Regions from separate parts of the Hordeum vulgare genome. Here region 2 is linked to region 1. The links are chromatin contacts, called in public Hi-C maps. All regions are on one chromosome and are shown on one strand. The core of a region is the stretch at or near the end of the contact, and the rest is flanking DNA. Distances in the headings are between cores, read along the strand shown.

The links. Hi-C and Micro-C count contacts between places; a contact is called where the count stands out from the background.
Region 2: a contact with region 1 is called in a Hi-C map of leaf, with 6 times the contacts expected there. The contact joins the promoter of LOC123449472 here to the promoter of LOC123449468 in region 1. A contact is called at or near these places in 2 of 6 Hi-C or Micro-C datasets (leaf and seedling) and 1 of 1 datasets of contacts at active chromatin or transcription factors (embryo).

What each region holds. Positions count from the first base shown.
Region 1 is chr4H:553,527,210-553,530,362 of MorexV3_pseudomolecules_assembly, forward strand. It overlaps LOC123449468 (4-coumarate--CoA ligase-like 1), which reads right to left and starts at 1,695. Exons shown (of 6, transcript XM_045126703.1): 1 at 497-1,695. The coding sequence starts at 1,510.
Region 2 is chr4H:553,661,836-553,664,826 of MorexV3_pseudomolecules_assembly, forward strand. LOC123449472 reads left to right here and starts at 1,736. Exons shown (of 10, transcript XM_045126709.1): 1 at 1,736-2,270; 2 at 2,383-2,460; 3 at 2,540-2,991. The coding sequence starts at 2,003.

The DNA of each region.
Region 1 (3,153 bases), core at 445-2,944:
CCCAAAATTCCATCGATGCAGTTGTATCACCCCGATATACCAACGGAATGAAATGTCCTCTGTCGAAAAAAGTCTGAATACTCATACGCGGCAAGTATTCCCACAGCTGATTCTTAAGAGTGGCACTGTAGCAGCACCGTGTAGACATTATGCAGACATTACAAGATTCTTTTACTGTGTGGTGCAGTAGTTCAGGTTGTATTCGCAGGACAAAATATTAGGATCCACCGTCAAAATCAAGCAGCAAATCTTAGCTGTTTGCATATTGCTGTATACTCGCAAGCTCTGATTGCCATAAAGGCGGGAATCATATAAGCAGAAACTCTGTCTTAATCACCTGATTAACCTTTTCAGGGAAGCGACAAGAGTACAGATATTCAGTCCCCACAAAAGCACAACAAAAAGACGCTGAAAAGTCGATCTGGTCCTTCCAAAACAGCAGATAAAAAGTGCAGAGCAGCTGGCTGGATGATTCTGATTCTGACTGGTTGGTTACCTGAACGATCTCGGCGTCGGGGAAGTTCTTGGCCACCACCTCCATGACGTCCCTGCCGAGCGGCGCGGCGCCGGAGCCGATGAACTTGAGCGAGCTGAGGTCGTACTTGCCGACCCGCCCGTGCTTGGCGAGCGCGATCATCACCGGCGGCACGCAGAAGACGTGCGTCACCCGGTGCTGCTGCACGGCCCTCATCACCGAGTCCATGGCGAAGCCCGACATGACGACCACGGCGTTGCCGCGCTGCAGCTGCGCGAAGGTGATGACGGAGAGGCCGAAGATGTGGAACATGGGCAGGAAGCAGAGGAACACGTTGGGCGGCTCCCCCCGCTCGTCCTGGTCCGACGTCACCATCGTCGCCGCCGCGATGAAGTTGCGGTGCGTCAGGACCACGCCCTTGCTCTCCCCCGTCGTGCCGGAGGAGTAGAGCAACCCGGCCGTGTCGCCCTGCTTTGTCGGCGGGCGGCGGTACTGGGACTCGTCCGCGCCGGACACGAGGTCCGAGTAGAGCGTCACGTTGGCCGTCGCCGATGGGGTGGCGGACGCGGCGTCGTCGAGGAGGATGACGGGCAGGCCGAGGGCGGCGACCTTGGGGAGCAGCTCCGCCACGGTGACGACGAGCTTGACGCGGGCGTCGGACGCCTGCTTGGCGATCTCCCGCGGGGTGTAGAGCGGGTTGGCGGTGCTGGCGACGGCGCCGACGGCGGTGACCGCGAAGAAGCAGACCGGGTAGAGGACGCAGTTGGGCGCGAGGAGGAGCACGGCGTCGCCGGGGCGGACGCCCGCGCGGGAGGCGAGCGCGACGGCCGTGGTGAGCACCGCGGAGCGGAGGCCGGCGAAGGAGAGCGCGCGGCCCGTGGCGGCGTCGATCAGCGCGGGCGCGGACGGGCACGCGTCGGCGCGGCGGAGGAGGAGGTCGGCGACGGACAGGCCTGGGTCGGACGGGATGCGCGCCGGCGGGCGCAGCGAGCGGTACACGCCGTCCGCGCCGTACCCGGCCGCCGGCGCCGCCATCGTCGGGGCTGGGGCTGGACTGCTCGTTTGGCCCGTGCGATTGCGGCCGCGAAAGATTTGGCCGCGGCGCCGAGCCCAAACCCGGGCCGCTGGGATGGGTGAGGAGGAGAGGAGGGCTGTGGTGATCGAGCTCCGCCGAGTCCTGACGCTATCGCGATTGCTGTACAGTCTTGGCTTTATTTGTCTCTGTGTAGGAGTACTACGCGTGATTTGACCGATCTGATTTGGGCGCGGACGGTTGCCCATCATCCGTTCAAGGCTGTTGTATTTTTTATTACGGCAACACATGCAATGCAAGGCTATCTTTTTTTTTTTAGGCAACACATGCAAGACTATCTGTGTCAGTATATATTTTCTTGCTCCTTGTAGTCCATAAAATAATTGACGCAATTACGAACACTTTTTTTTAGATATGTGTCAAATGAGGGAGTGACTATCTGTAAATCGCCTCGATTTGCTGGTGCAAGTCACTTTTACACTAGTAAATTTTTTTCTCTAACTACACCGGCTGAAGCATACAACTAGGAGGTTTTCTTTTGATATGAATGACGTGTAATCTTCGGATATGATTTGCCCCATCATAGACTGGATTGGTTTATTTTTGCTGTAAAGCGATATTCTTTTTTAGGTTAGTTGGGCTTGTTGGCTGTGTGCATCACGCTGTGCAGAGACTGAACATTCTTTCATTACGGTTGTATCACCTGATATATCAATTGAGTGAAATACTTTTAATAAAAAAATATAAGCTTGCACAACCTTTTTCAAAAACACAATTAAGAGCATTCTAGCAGATCCCGTATAATGTCCCGACCCGCAAAATAACCGTCAAAATACGGGTTTGTACGGAAAATGTTGTCCGATCAAACCCCGAAAACGCGTCCGAACCGTAGACTGTTTTGAAGGGCGCGGCAAAATCCTCTCCCCGACCCGTGAAAACACAGGTTTTCACCTCGCCTATACGGTGCCTTGTATCCCAGGAAAGCGGTTGGCGGGGCGGACATTTCAGTCAGCGCCCTTTCCCCACCCCCCACCCCCCCTTCCGCCGCCGCCCCACCATTGGTTGTGCGAGTCCACCGTCGGCGATTCCGCCAAATCTACGGGGTAAATCGCGCCGCTGGGGCGCCCCTGCCCTCTTCCACCGAGGCGCTGCACCGGCTTCCCCGGATCCGCCAATCCACCACGGCCGGAGAGCCACCGTCGGAGATGGAGTTGAGCCTGTGCGAGAAGTTTCTGCTCGATGATTCATTCGATTCGAATGACTCGGATGTTTAGACGATGCTTCTCACATTTCACCAGCAGAGTTTGGTGATGGCCCTTGTCGTGAAGGAGCACGAAGATGAGAACCAAAAGAGGCGGCGATGATCGACCGTCGGTCGTCTTTGCATTCCTCGAAATCGCCATCTCGGGAACGAGATGCTGATGCAAGACTACTTCGCCGCCAATCCTATATATAAGTCGCACCTCTTCCGAAGAAGGTACCGTATGCGCAAATCCCTCTTTGTAAAAATTGTTCAAGCTTGTGAGGCCAATTGTCAATATTTTACTCAAAGAAGAAATGTCACGGGCTTGAAGGGATTTAGTACATATCAAAAAATTGATGTCATTTAATGAAAGAAGAGGTTGGCATGGCATGCTAGAAAGCA
Region 2 (2,991 bases), core at 486-2,985, 130 kb after region 1:
GTTTCAGAGCTGCAGAACGAGTAGCCACATCAGATGTTTTTGGCTTGCAATCGTTCAGTTCCTTTATATACCTCATCACAAAACTATGTGTTGCAAAAAGGCTCCAAAAAAATTGCACATGGATAGCCTATCGTGCATATATCAGACCACACATAGAGTAATAAGAACCAACACAAAAACACCATGCTGGAGTGCATTCATTAGTGAGAAGAACCATCTTTTTGCAGCTGGTTCTCTTACTCTGTTCATCACCTCCACAAGATCAGTGTCGTGTCGTGCCCACACATAGTGACCAACATCACGCTGGAGCAATGAGTGTTGCCAGGTGTCATTAGAACCACAGATACCACAACTTTGTACTGTTAGACATGTGCTATAGTGGTGCATGAGATCAGTAGTCGGCAATGATTGTTGCGATAGCATACATATAAAAACTTTGATCTTGGATGGTACATTGATCTTCCAAATCATAATCCATGACTTTATTTCTACATCAGAGTTTGAGGTGTCGGGGCAACCCTCTAACCAAGCTTTTTGTCTAAGTTTAGTGCAGACGAGCATATGATATGTCGACCGAACGTTGAAGACTCCAATCTTCTCATGTACCCAAGCCCAAAAGTCATAAATCTGCTCAGTGCAAAGATGGATTGATAGAATGGCTTATGCGTTGGTAGGTAGGAAAACCTCGACAAGCAAAGTTAGGTCCGAGTCTGCATTGTCTGTTATTAGATCGCTCACTCGTTGCAGAGGATTAGTAACCCGACTCATAATCGATCACATACTGCTAGGCCGCGGGATCCAGTTGTGCTGCCAAAGATCTATCTCGATTGCTCAAAATTTTGTTGAGGGGTAAAGCCAAGTCCCATTCATCACAATCCACAATTTATGAGATACAATTTGGGTCATGGGGTTGGCCAAACTAGATATGACGTCCCTGCCCAAGGGTAAGGGAAAACTTAGCTAGACTATGTGCTTCACCGTTAACATCACGACCTACGAAAATGAAAGAACAACTTAGAGTACTATAATTAATCTTAATTTCTCTAATGATAGCACCAAACGATCTTTGAAACCTTTGTTGATATCTGAAATGACTTGCTTGGTGTGTGAAGATATGACAAAGTTTTGCACATGAAGATCTTTAGCTAGGGTGAAAGCTTCCCGATAGGCGATGGCCTCAAGTGTTGCGGGATCCTCCACCCCGACTATGAACAACGCCGATCTGCCTATAGAGCATCCTCGCCTTGCTCGTACTCCCGCGTCCACATGGATCTTCATAAAATCCTCCGATAGAGCCTTTGTACATCTTTAAATGATCGCATGCTGATCATGCGCTACCTGAGACTGAGATGACTGTTTTTTGCTTGATTGTATCAAGCTCCTCGATGAACCTCTTCGCGAACATGAAGGTCACCTAGGGACTCCGAAAGACCCCCTCATGGATAGCCTTGCCATGCGCAGACCAAATCGACCATAGAGTGAGTGAAGAGAAGCACCGTCTTTTTTTAGAAGGAAGAGAAGCACTATTGATCAAATGAACATTTTGTTAACTTGAATTCTTGATTGATCCAAACGGGACACACCAAGAAGGGAAGGAAACAAAGAGAGATGGCTGGGCCCAGCCGTTTTGTTGTTTGGGCCGGGAGCTGGGCTGTGCTGGGCCCTGTGCTAGTTGGCAACGAGGGGGAAGAAGATTAGTTTAAGCCATGGCATGGATCATCGTCGTCTCCGGCTCAGTCAGATCTGCCTGCCCCGCTCGACGCCGAGGGACCACCCACGACTCCACCAGCAGGACGCAGCTCTTCCTCTTCCTCTTCCTCTTCGTCCCCTCCCACCACCTCCCGAGATCCCCGCCCACCGACCCGCGCCGACGCGCGGGGGCCCGGCGGGCTCGGAGCGCCCGAGGCGGCCCTCGCTCTGCCGTGCGGAGTCGAGCCAGGACGCCCGCCAGGGCCATTCCGCGCCTCCCCCCCCCTGCTCGCGCGGCTGACGGCGAGCGGCCATGAATTTCCTCTACCGAGCCGCGCAGCCCGAGCTGCCGCGGATCCCCGAGCAGCCCAAGACCCTGGAGGGCCTCATCGCCGACGACCCGTTCCGCGTCTCCGCGTCCGCCGAGGAGGACGGAACTGCCAGCAACGGAGCCGGAGAGATCGGCGGGGACGCTGCTGCTTCCCCGCCGGCTGCCACCTCCCCAGATTCCAAAAGTTCGGCTCCGCCCGGAAAGCACAGCGATGTTTCCCAGGACGAAGGGTGGATCGCAATTCCCAACAGTTGGTGCCCCTTTCCCCTTGCTTGGCTCTCTCCTCGTCGCATTGCAGATTTCAGTACTGCAACATTTCTCCTTGGCCCGGTAGCTTACTGATTTACAATTTACTTCCGCAGAGGAGCTTCCTGAGGATTGGAGTGAGGTTTCAGACATGCTGCAGCTGCGGCCTTTGGATCGCCCCTTCCTTTTTCCCGGTAAAGTTACTTGGCTTCTACCTTACCTGCTGCTTGTACCTGGTTTTTGTTTTGGTGTCTGAATTAGTTCGGTTATCAGGCGAGCAGGTTCATATACTGGCGTGCCTATCAGCCTCTAAGCAAGATATGACCTCCATATCTCCGTTTAGAATTGCTGCCGTGATGTCTAAGAACGGAAATTCGCCGCTGCACCCCACAAATAAATCTAGCCCTGTCAGTGAGAATGGGGATACAAATGGAACAGCCGGAGAAAATAGTTCTCTTGGTGTTGAGGACAACATGGAGAGTGTTGAACTTGACGAGAAAGCATCTCCTTCAGAGCAAGATATCGTGGAGACTGAATCTCTCCTTCGGATGGAAGATCGCAAACAGCAAATAGAAACCGTGCTGCAACAATTCAAAAGATCCAACTTTTTTGTCCGAATTGCGGAGTCAGATGAACCTCTCTGGTCCAAGAAAAGAGTAGCTGCAACTAAGTCGGCAGATGAACAATCATATTCAGATAGCCAGGGAAATAATAGAGTTTCAAGG